Linked DNA regions of Mus musculus: region 1 is linked to region 2. A link is a contact called in public HiChIP or PLAC-seq data. All regions are on one chromosome and are shown on one strand. Each heading gives the region's core, a stretch centred on a gene start, on an enhancer-like site or on the middle of the called end of the contact. The rest is flanking DNA. Distances are from core to core; before and after follow the strand shown. Region 1 overlaps Sesn3 (sestrin 3). Region 2 has its middle 92 kb from the start of Fam76b.

Region 1 (5,635 bases), core at 207-2,706, 390 kb after region 2:
GGGGGGAGACAAAATAAGATGGTGTTAGCTCTTGGTTCAATTTACTGAACAAATGGTGCTCTCAAGTCAGTCTGTTCCACCGTTCTCCTGGGCTCTCACCAGAGTTCTGCCATTTTCCTCTTGATGGCCCAGAAGCAGTGCCACCCCCAGAATAACGTGGCAAACACAGCTCTGGTCCTCATCTCTTTTCTCAAATAAACATAAAGTAAAAGAACCCAAGCACATTATCCTTTTGAAATCAGTGGGGTGAAAATGAGCATTTCTGCTCTTCTGTAGCAGTTTGCAACTCTTTAAAGGCTAATTATAGTTTAAACCCCAGGAAGTCATCTTGCTGCAGAAACTATTCTAAAGCTCAGGAGCTGTGGCACAGGCCTCTTGTCATACATTAGGTTCCCACCAGTATCAGTCATAACCGAAATGCACATCCCTGCGCTTGGAACAGCTAGCTAGATAGCTGATGGCTGGGAACACTCTTGTCCTGGCCACAGAGTGTGTGTGCCCACCAGTGTGGGGCAAGTGATGTACTTAGCTGTGTATATCTGCCTTCTTAGTAGCTGCTTAAAAACTAGAGGATCGATGCTAGCAAGAACCTGCAGTTGTGTTACAATGAAAACACATTTTATATTGAAATGTTGGCTGTTCCAGCATGTAATTTTCTAAGGAAAGTAGCAGTTTCAAACTGTAAAGGTGAATTAAGTTGATTAATGTGTTAACTTGGGATTTTTATCAAGTATAACAGTAGTACCTCAGTCTGTCTCCAGAAATTCCTTGTATGCTTCCACATAAGAGGGTGTGGATTTTATTCCCCTACATTTTTTCTGCATTTTGTGTATTTTCTTATTTTGTAGTATTCACTTGTCTCCATAGTTACATTTGTTTTTCTTCAGACTTGATTGTCCCCTTTGTAATCAGCCTCTTAGATGATCGTTTATTTGAAGTGATTAGATTTCCAGCAAGTTGCTGTTCCTGGATAACTAGTTCACCACGAAGTTCTACAGACAGTAGGGTGCGTTTTGGGTTTTTTGTTTGTTTGTTTGTTTTTGTTTTTGTTTTTTTATCCTTACTTTTATGTATTTAGAGACAAGATGGCCGTGTAGCCCAGTCTAGTCTCAAACTCATGATCTCCCTGTCTGATCCTGCTAAGTGCTGGGATTGCAGGTGTGCACTACCACGATTGTCTTATCATTTCATTTGTTGTCATTGGCAGGTGGAACTAAGAGAATATAGATCTCCTATTCTGAATCCATTTTCTAGATAGACTACAGTTGATGTAGACAAGAAATCCCAGTATGAGAAATTCTGAATGACTCCAGTTCACATGCCACCCTCCAGTGTACTCGGGCAGTCAATTGAGGGTGATTTGTCATCATTTTGTCATCTAGATGTGTTACTTGTTTGGAAACTTAAACAGTTTAAAGTGTCGTGTGATGCATACATGTTGCTAGAACACTGACAGCTGATGGAGAGTGTGTGCCAGACTCAGAAGGGTTGGGGCTGTGTCTGTTTTCTTACCCCTCTACATGGTCTATCACAATATTCAATTAGGCTCTCAAATAAATCATTGTTGAATACCCAACTGCCTACTTTTGCCAATTTGTTGTAAAACTGCTTCCTAATGAAGTACAGGACTTAAAGGATTTAAATAACTATTTTGTTTTTGGTAGGCTCTTTGATTTGTAAAGGACAAAAAAGACTAAAGTTGCCCACTACCAAGGGGAGAGAGGAAGGAAAAGAATGAATTTCAATGACCATGCTTCAGCTCTACTTTTTCCAGGACTCCATAGCAACGCCTCGGGCTTCTCTGTTGACACCCACCCTGGGCTTTCCTTTTGTTCCCTCTCGCCTCTGCATTCGAGCAGCATTTTGTTTCTCTTGGCTCTCTGATTGCATCGTGTTCACGTAGCTACTGTATAGTCCTGGGAAATTATTAACGTGTGCTAATTAGTCTAACTTGGTTTGGACAGAACTTATATACCCAGGAATCCATGGGTATACCAGTGGGTAGCCAATCCCTTCCACGGGCTACCAATCAGCTTCTGTTTGATTGTTGGGGTCTTAGCATAGGCTGTAGCCAAGAGACTGGATCATAGAGAGAAGACTTTGTCACTTTGAGACAAGGAACCACCCGAGTTACGTTCTTACCTTAGAAGTTTCCTCAGAGCTAGAGAAAGGACCCAAGGAGCTGAAGGGGTCTGCAGCCCATAGGAGGAACAGCAATATGAACCAACCAGTACCCCAGAGCTCCCAGGGACTAAACCACCAACCAAAGAATACACATGGAGGGACTCAAGGCTCCAGCTGCACATGTAGCAGAGGATGGCCTTGTGGGACATCAGTGAGAGGAGAGGCCCTTGGTCTTGTGAAGGCTCGATGCCCCAGTGTAGGGGAATGCCAGGGCAGGGAAGCAGGAGTGGGTGGGTTAGTGGGCAGGGGGCGGGGGGATGGGATGGGGGATTTTCGGAGGGGAAATGAGGAAAGGGGATAAAATTTGAAATGTAAATAAAGAAAATATCTAATAATAATAAAAAAGAAGTTTCCTCAGGAGATTTTGAGGCATCTAAAGCTTTTAAACCAAGCTTTTCTAGTAGCCACAAGGTCTCTAATATTTTTCTTATTATTTTATTATATAATATCCTTAATATTCCTATTGAGTCTATAACCATGCTGCTGTCCAAAGTGTCATCTTGTGGCATCAGAGAACTGATTCTTAACTCAGAGTGTTACTTTTATCTGAGAAGATCAAGTGGCCATTTTCCTGCATCTCTTTTCCTGGCTAAGGAGTTCAAGGGGCCTGTTTGGTCTATTTCTGACCTAACCTCACCCATGGAGAAGGAAGCAATCTCATTAACAATTTCATAATTTATATAGAGAGACTTAGTATGAACAAAAATATTAGTATTCCTCAACAATTTCCTACTGTAGCAGTGTACCAACAGGTATGAATTGATTGTGAAGGTTAAGGGCTTTCCCTCATGTAAAGTGTGAGCTAAGGCCTTGTAGTAAATAACTGAGTTTTCCCCCATCAATGAGGTGTAGAGGCCTGTCCCTTTAGCTCACATAAACACAACTGGTGCTGCTCTGGGTTTTCTTTGATCTGAACCCCAGACTTCTTTGAGTTTTACATAATTATATTGACTTATTTATTTTACTACGTTGGCTGAAAATATCTACCAATTTAAATTTTCTTGGTAAGTCATCTTAACACATTGAACTTTTCTTTTACAAACAGGACAAAAGAATCCGAGTGTCTCAACCCCTGACAAGAGGACCAAGTGCCTTTATTCCAGAGAAGGAAGTATGGCCATTTGTTTTTAATACATTATCTAGTCAAAAACTAACTCTAAAGCTGCATCTATTTTTCCATTTAAAAGTAGGTGTGCTTTGCTCTTTAGTGTGTTGTTAGTCATGTTTTTTCAGATTCATTAAGACAGTCTAAAGGTTTTTAAGGTTTAAAGAGACCAGCATTTCACAGAACTTAAATCACATAATTGGGATAAACAGTATTTTGAAGTAAAACATGAGTTTGCAACTACACCTTTAAAGGACAGTAGACAGTGCTTTCATTACTGGTAGTTACTCTTCTCATTTACACATTTGATTGACAGGATCCCACAAACGCTCCAATACAACAATTGTGCATCTTTGGTAAGGATTTGGTAACAAGATGTTAACTGCCAGGTATGAAGGTTGACAGTGGCACAGTAAGGTTTTTGCTTGCTTTGTTGGTGTATATCTTGAGGCATGGGGTCTGTATGCATTCCTACATGCCCCTTAGCTGTCACCAGGCTGAGGACCACTGTTAAGGACATACTTGTCTGCTTAAGGAGTGCCTGGGGCACACGGATGCAGTTGTCTCATAGGTGCGCTCTCTGTGTGTGCACAGACATTTTTATCTTAAATAACTAGGAGCCTTGCTTCACTTTCCTGTCCCTGATTTAGTGGCCTTTGCATTGAACTAGAACTCAAGTGAAAGTGATGTGTCTCCAGAGGTCAGATGTGGCAGTGTAGTGTACAAGAGGCACTATATTGCACGTGCCTCTTTGCCTTGTGGCTCATGGTTGCACTTGCAGGATGATGGCCTAACATATGAGTGGCCTCCTGAGTCATTTTTGTAGCATGTATCTGAAGATAATCTAATTTTTTAGGATCTAATGCAGCATATGAATCTAGTAACGTTTTGTGAAAGTCTTGTGAGAACTAAGAAACATCTGGAGAAAGCAAATCAAACATAGGAAAGAACTCTAGCCCTAATTATATTTGGGCCTGGATCCCTGTTGTTTTTCACCTATCAGCTCAGTCCCCATGGTTGACAGAACAGGGAGATGGACCAAATGAAAGTGCTCAGAGTCCGATAATGAACTGAGGTGAAGTTTCCTTTTGTTTTTAAGCCAGGATAACTAGCATTTCTCACTTTCAGACACACTCCATTTAAGATTAAGTCTTTCTACACAAACAGTTCCTTTGTATAATTTATACTTCCCTGGGGTAACAGGAACTAGGAAGCCAGCTCTGAGGAGTTTCCCAACTACAGTGTCAGTCTTTAAAGGACCAAACCTTTGGACTTCATGAGATCTGTCAAAACCAGTTTGCTATTAACTAGATGCACCAAGTTGAGCTAAATCCAGAATCTGCTTCCTTATCTCTGAGCTGAGGGGCATGTTCATCCTCCATCCCGAAGTAAACTCTAAAGTGCGAGGGAGACAGAAGCCAGCGATGGGGTCATGCTTCCTGTCCATCCATTCCTGCAGAGCTGGCTCTTCCTTCCCACAGGTGTTAACAGTGTCCTCACACCGACCCACCAACTTGTGTAATGCCAAGCTGGCATGGTGTATAAGACTAGATGTTGTTTTTTTCTATTTTGAGAACGTTCTTTGGTCCCTAGATGAAGGATGTAAGTCCAGTTTTCATGCCTTATTTTTAGTAATTACTATGGTAGGCTTAAACTTGCAACAGCAGGATCTTGTGTCATTATTAATTTTCATCACAAGTCACCATATATTCCTATATCTCTAAAAAGATTTCATAAAACTTTCTTAAAATGTTGACTAGCAGAAACAACAAAGAATCAGATATTTGTCAAAAATAATGCAATTAATGTTGTCATTTGATGAGAGTGGCCTGCTAATGCTCGTGACCCAGTGCTGCCGGATTCTCCTCTCTACACACTTGTGTGACAATGGCCAAGCAAGCCAGCTCTGAAGTCTGCATGCTCGCTACAAAGACAGATGGAGGCTTCTTTCCTCGGCTTCATAGCTGCGTGTTTAATGTTTGATAACTTAACATTTGTTGTTTAATAAATTGTGGTACCAAAGCCAAAACTGAATGGTACTTTCTCTTTTTAAATGTCTGCTTCTAGTATGAGCAACTGCATAATTGCAGTATCTGTTAGCATCAAATGAATATGTATTTCTTCAGTACAGGCAGAGTCCATGTAAACCAAAGCTGTCTTACATCACAGCGTTCACTGCATTCTTTGCTTCTTGGTTGTAAGGTTGTCCAAGCAAATACGGCGGATGAACGAACAAACTTTCTTGTGGAAGAGTACTCTACATCCGGTCGCCTGGACAACATCACACAGGTGATGAGCTTGCACACTCAGTACCTGGAATCTTTCTTGCGGAGCCAGTTCTACATG
Region 2 (5,812 bases), core at 638-3,137:
CTACCTGTCACCATTTCCCATTTACAGGGGAAAAATGAAGCTTAGAGGACTTGACTGACTTGCCCCAGTTCAAACGCTAGTCACTAACATTTTTATCTCTGACTCCTGAGTTTGGTCTCTGAAAGCCCAGCTTGGTGGTCCATACCTGTAGCTCCAACACTTGGGGAGTAGAAGCAGAGGATCATGAACTCAAGATCATACTCAGCTACATAGTCAGTTTGAGGCTAGTCTGGGTTATATAAGAGCCTACCTCAACAGATAGCAGACAGACAAACAAGACCGACAGACAGGCAGAAAGCAGGTTGAGTGGGTAAGAGTATCTCTCTTGTACATCATATTCCTATTGCCTGGGCCATGATTTTAGCTACAGGTCACTGCCAACAAATATCAATGGCCATAGGCTTCACAGTCATCATTAGAAAACATCCTTTAACTCCAGTAGAACATGCAGCAAACTGGAACATCCCAGGTATGTTGCAAGCATGGCATGGACACCGAACAGATCTGCCTGCTTTTGTATCCCAGTTACTGACCTTAAACGTGTGCTCCACTATGGCTGACATCAGACTTTAGTTTGTAAATGATATGGATAATTTGGAGCCAGATAAGGATACACAGCATTGTAGATGTACTAAATGCCATTAAACCTTCCTTTAATGAGATGATGTTTATATTTCATACACTTCACCTAAAACAAAGACAGGAGGTAAACAGGTGTTCATTCACTCTGGTCTTTGTTTCAATGTGGTGGTTGTGATGTAATTCCATCCGCTTGAAAATTCTTGCCACATGGAATTTATGATTGAAAATCTTACACTAAAATATCGCCAGGCATTGGTGGCATACACCTTTAATCTCAGCACTTGGGAGGCAGAGGCAGGCGGACTTCTGAGTTCGAAGCCAGCCTGGTCTACAGAGTGAGTTCCAGGACAGCCAGGGCTACCCAGAGAAACCCTGTCTCGAAAAACAAAACTAAACTAAACTAAACTAAACTAAACTAAACTAAACTAAACTATCATAGTCCCTGTGACTTTTAGAGAACCTTGTGATAGCTGGGAGCCCAAGTCCCTGATGTAGACAATCACGATGAACTTGCATTGTTCATACCTGTTCCCAGAGTGAATCGCCCAGTGTCTCTGCTCTGTTATACCCAGATGTACAATCTCTAGTTTCCTTTGTTTGTTTCCTCTCTAGTTTCCTTTCCATGTAACACACACACACACACACACACACACACACACACACACACACACAGAGAGAGAGAGAGAGAGAGAGAGAGAGAGAGAGAGAGAGAATACTTTTTCTGTGGAAGGCTATGATCTATATGACTATATGACTGCTGGAATGAGGAGAGAAAAAGAGAGCCTGTGGTGAGCCATCAGAATACCATGGGTGAAAACTGGTGTATAAAGAAGCCTTGGGTTTGGAAAGCCAGGGTCGGACAATGATGAGCACCATAGTGCAGGTGTCCCAAGTGCTTCAAGACCTTAGCTAAAGCCCATTCATTCTGGTTTATTTAGTCTAGGAGGTTCTTATTTCATTTGCTATCACAGTGGATTTTCAATATGCCTGCAAAATCCAATAAAGACTCTGCTAGCCTCCTGAAAGAAGTATTACGATCTCTGAAGCAGCCCGTCAGACTAGCACCCTTCATTCTCTCACTTGGTGTGTCTGAACAGTATGGGCAGTTTCCTCTCCAAAGTGTCCAGTGAGCAACCTAATTGGCCCTCCACAGACACAATGTTTTGGACTGCTTTTACTCACTCAGGTCAGATTCCCATTCTCTCGTTCAGTACAATAAACTTGCCCAGGAAACTCTCCAACAAGCCCCAACATTGATTCTCTGAGACTTCAATGTAGTGCACTGTGTTGCCCATGGCACCACTGTCTCCATAGCAACCCTCCCAACTAGGCAGCTCGGTCAGAAGACAAATAAAAGCAAAGGAATTGCTGTAATGTCCTCATCATTGTAATCGTTTCTTACTGAGAGGACGTGAGGCTGAAGATTGGCTGTGCTGGGGATAACAGGGGAAGCTTGAGGCCACATCCTTAGAGCCTCACCTGTTGTCTCCGGTCTCTCTTATTTCCTTCATAAGTCTGAACTATTCTGAGCTTACTTGAGTAAATGTTCTGCATACTCAAAAATAAAAGGAACCTTACTAAGAATATAAGAGGACCCCATCCAATAAAGCCCCAGAATTAAAACTGGAAACTGACTGGCTTCATGAGCCCCAGCCAGCCAATCAGACCTCTGTGTCACTTTGCTCAGGAGTGGAAGGAGGTGAGCACTGACTCTGTTGCCGTGAAAGGGTAGATTTCGATGAGACAAGACCTGAATAGTTTTAATTTTCCCAACTTTTAAAAAAATTTTGGCAATAAGCAGAAATCATAACACTACCTTTCATATATATTCACACACTATATTTTAATTATGGTGGCTACTATACCATAAACTTCTTCAAGAAAAAGTTCTTCCACCAAAGAGGAGATCTAAATAAACACATTTCCTGTTTAGTTCTGCCTCCCCTCCCCCTCCAGCAGAGCAATCAGGCATTGGAGACGGGTGCCTGAAAGGGCCCATCTCAGCCTCTGCTCTTCAGACAGCTGATAAAGAAAAGAAATCCTCTTCATGGGGAAATTGTTCAGCAAATATTTGTGGATTGCCTTATATATAAAATACTTACCGTTGTGAATTCAATAGCAAGACAGACACTGCTCCCTGCATCATGGTGCCAAGATTCTTATATTTCAGAAAATGTGCTCTGCTCCACAGCAATGTGTGCGATACATGACTGATAGAGTGCAGATGTGCACACTCAGTGCACAGCAGGCTCACTGACCATTTTAGGCTCAAGCCTCACGGGCAAGCCACGGGGTTCTGGTAAGAACTATGCTCAAGCAGTGCTGAGGGAGCCCAAAAGACCAGACAGTGTGGCATCGGTACTGCTGGCTGCCCCAGAGGGTTCTGCGGTGAATTTTCATCTTCAGATGAAATTACTCTGAGCAAATCTTCATTCCCTCTGACTAAAGTCTCACTGAAGGTTTGAGATGGCTTCCATGAAGCTTGCTTTAAGAGCGTGTATGAGTCGCTGCCCTCAGGCATCTTGGTGTGTAGATGGCCAAACATGATTGACAGGAAATAAGTAACTTGCATGGTTTCAGGGCTAAGCTATAAACACAAGTAGCAAATTGTAGCCCAATTTCAAGACAGCAAGTCACAATTTTCAAATTAGTAAATACAAATTTTTTTGCAGTAGAATTTTTTGGTGTGTGGGTTTTGTCGGGCTTATCTAAACTGTGGTTCAATTGTAGCATTTTCCTTATGTTGATAGTAATTTCAATAATTGCTTATACTGGTGAACTTGAAGTTTTTTCTCACTGTGCTTTCTTTTATTGATCTCAAAGTTTACATATTTTGTATTGTGTGCCATGGAAATATCTTTGTAATTATGATTGTTTTGAATATTTTTATATTTTAATCTTGATGTTAGAATATTTTTCAGAATTATACTAATCTGTAGTTATATGTATATTTACTTTATATTTTCATATGATTGAATTTTGATCTTTGGTAGACCTTTATTTCAACTTGAAGACTCACTTTAGTGCTCTCAGTGAGGCAATTCTAGTTACTTTTGTTTGTTTGGAAAGTCAGCATTTCCCATTTCTTTCTGAAGGACAGCTGGATTCAGTCCAGCATTACTGCTTGGTAGCTTTCTTGTCTTTCAGCAATGTGACCATGACAGCATAGTCCTCTGGATTGCAAAGGTTTTTCTTTTTCTGAGAAATCTCCTCACAGTTCCATAGACATTGCCTTGGAAGGGGAAATCTGCTTTCCTCTGGATTCTTCCACAGCGTTTTCTTGACATTTGATTTTTAACAGCTGAGGTACTGTGTTTTGGTGTAAACTTTTGGCCTTCATGTTTGGAGTTTGTTGGGCATCTTGCATCCAGAAAAGGAGGCGTTCTTTTCCTAGTTATTCCTGTTTACTTTTTCTTGTTTGGGAAAACTGCTAAAACACCAGTCACCATTAGATGATGTCTCAGAGGTCCCTGTGCCTTCTTGACATTTTCATTTTTTATTTTTGTCTCTCTGCCCGAGTCCTTTCAGATGACTGGTCTTTGAAGTTCAATGATTCTTCTGTTCTGGTTCGTCTGCTGTCGAGCACTCAGCATTGACGATTCAGATTAGCGTTTGTATTTTCCAGCTCTTACTCTCTCACGTGACTCCTTTTAGCTCAGCACTGCTCATGACCAGTGAAGTGGGAGTCAAGACCACAGAAGGAGCTACCCTCCAGCTCCTGGGTCAGATCAGCTGCTTCTGCCACTGTGAGAAAACAGCTTAAGGAAGGAAAAGTTACTGTGGCTCACAATTCCTGAGACATTTCATCCAATCATGGTGGGAGGGGCCTGGTATTGTTCACAGTGCTGACTGCTCCTAACAAGGCAGAGAAGAGGAAAACAGGAATACTAGGCCAGAATCAGGAGCAGTTATAATTTTCAGAGCCCCGAAACTAATGATTACTGCCAGCCAGCCAGCCAGAAACCTCCCATAGGCCCCACAGCCTTCAAATAGCATCACAAGCATTCAAAACATGAGTGTGGGATGGGAATGTGTATCAGGTAGAGAAATGCTTGCATAGCACACAGCAAACCTGGCTTTCTATCCTCAGCACCTCATAAGATGGACACAGTAGTGCCTACCTGTAAGTTCACATGCAACAGGATTGAGGTCAACCTGAGATCAGCAGGACCTTGTTTCAAAGAGTAAAGTAATTAATGTCTCCTAATGTCTCAGACACTCTGCTACAGCTGAGTAATACTACACTTGAAGTGTAGTGATCATATAGTGAAATATTTTCAGCCTTTGAAGGAAAGGAAACTGCATGTGGATGGGCAATGGGGAGATTAGACACAGCCACCAAGCGGCAGAGGCCACACAACATGCTACTCGGCAGTAACACAAGTAGACAGAGTCACAGAGGCACAAGGTAAAGTGGTCATTTGAGTGGTTATGTGACATCAGTGTATCCAAGAGGTAGATGGGCCCTGTGCCTGCTACTAGCAATGCTGCTCATTGTAAGGGTGTAAATCCCTAAGTGGACAAACCTTGCTATAAAATGTTATTACAATTTAATAAAAGAAATCTGTGTCAACGCTTCATTTACGTGACTACAGGACTTCTGGAACAATGTAGCTAGCTCAATGAAGGTTTGAGAAATAGGATTTCCTTTGTGGCAATAAGAGTGCTGAATATGACAACCAAGTTGCATGCAAATATCTTGGGGAGTTCCAGTTGTTTGTTAAAATTATATTTCCTGAGAGACTTGTGGCTCTCTGATGTGCATTCTAGAAAATATCCTACTATGACATTAAAATATTAGATAGCTATTTTTTGTCCCATTTTCAAGTTCTTTATAATTTTTCTTTTATTGAAAACATTTTTTCTCATACAATATATCCCTATTATAATTTCCTCTCCCACTACTCCTCCCAGCTCCTCCCCTGCTCTCTCCCCTCCGGATCCACTCCCTCTGTCCTCATTAACAAAGAACAGGCTTCTAAGAGATAACAACCAAACCTGACAAAATAAAATATAAGAAGATGAAGCAAAAACTGTCATATCAAAGTTGAACATGGCAACCCAACAGGAGGAAAAGAGTCCTAAGAGCAGGCACAAGACTCAGAGACCAACTTCTCACAGTCAGGAGTCCATAAAAAATTACTGCAATAATAGCTGTAATATATAAACAGAGGACCTGGTGCAGAGCCATTTAGGTCCTGTGCTGCTGCCTCATCTCTGTGAGCTCAGA

What was found. HiChIP or PLAC-seq counts read pairs in DNA pulled down with a chosen protein or histone mark.
Region 1: an H3K4me3 HiChIP or PLAC-seq map of embryonic basal ganglia shows a contact between it and region 2, with 4 times the contacts expected there. The contact joins two enhancer-like sites. A contact is called at or near these places in 2 of 484 Hi-C or Micro-C datasets (CD8 T cells and bone marrow-derived macrophages), 3 of 115 datasets of contacts at active chromatin or transcription factors (CD8 T cells, double positive thymocytes and embryonic basal ganglia) and 2 of 9 other capture datasets (adipose tissue and liver).

What each region holds. Positions count from the first base shown.
Region 1 is chr9:14,302,970-14,308,604 of GRCm38.p6, forward strand. It overlaps Sesn3 (sestrin 3), which reads left to right. Exons shown (of 10, transcript NM_030261.4): 2 at 3,230-3,295; 3 at 5,492-5,635. Among named protein-coding and RNA genes, the nearest start is that of Sesn3, 29 kb to the left of the region's middle. Within about 2 kb of position 1,457, at least 26 of the 459 cell types and tissues checked have an H3K27ac peak or open chromatin away from gene starts, as enhancers often do. A contact at or near this core is called in embryonic basal ganglia, where this site is marked.
Region 2 is chr9:13,917,119-13,922,930 of GRCm38.p6, forward strand. No RefSeq gene overlaps it. Among named protein-coding and RNA genes, the nearest start is that of Fam76b, 92 kb to the left of the region's middle. Within about 2 kb of position 1,888, at least 45 of the 459 cell types and tissues checked have an H3K27ac peak or open chromatin away from gene starts, as enhancers often do. A contact at or near this core is called in embryonic basal ganglia, where this site is marked.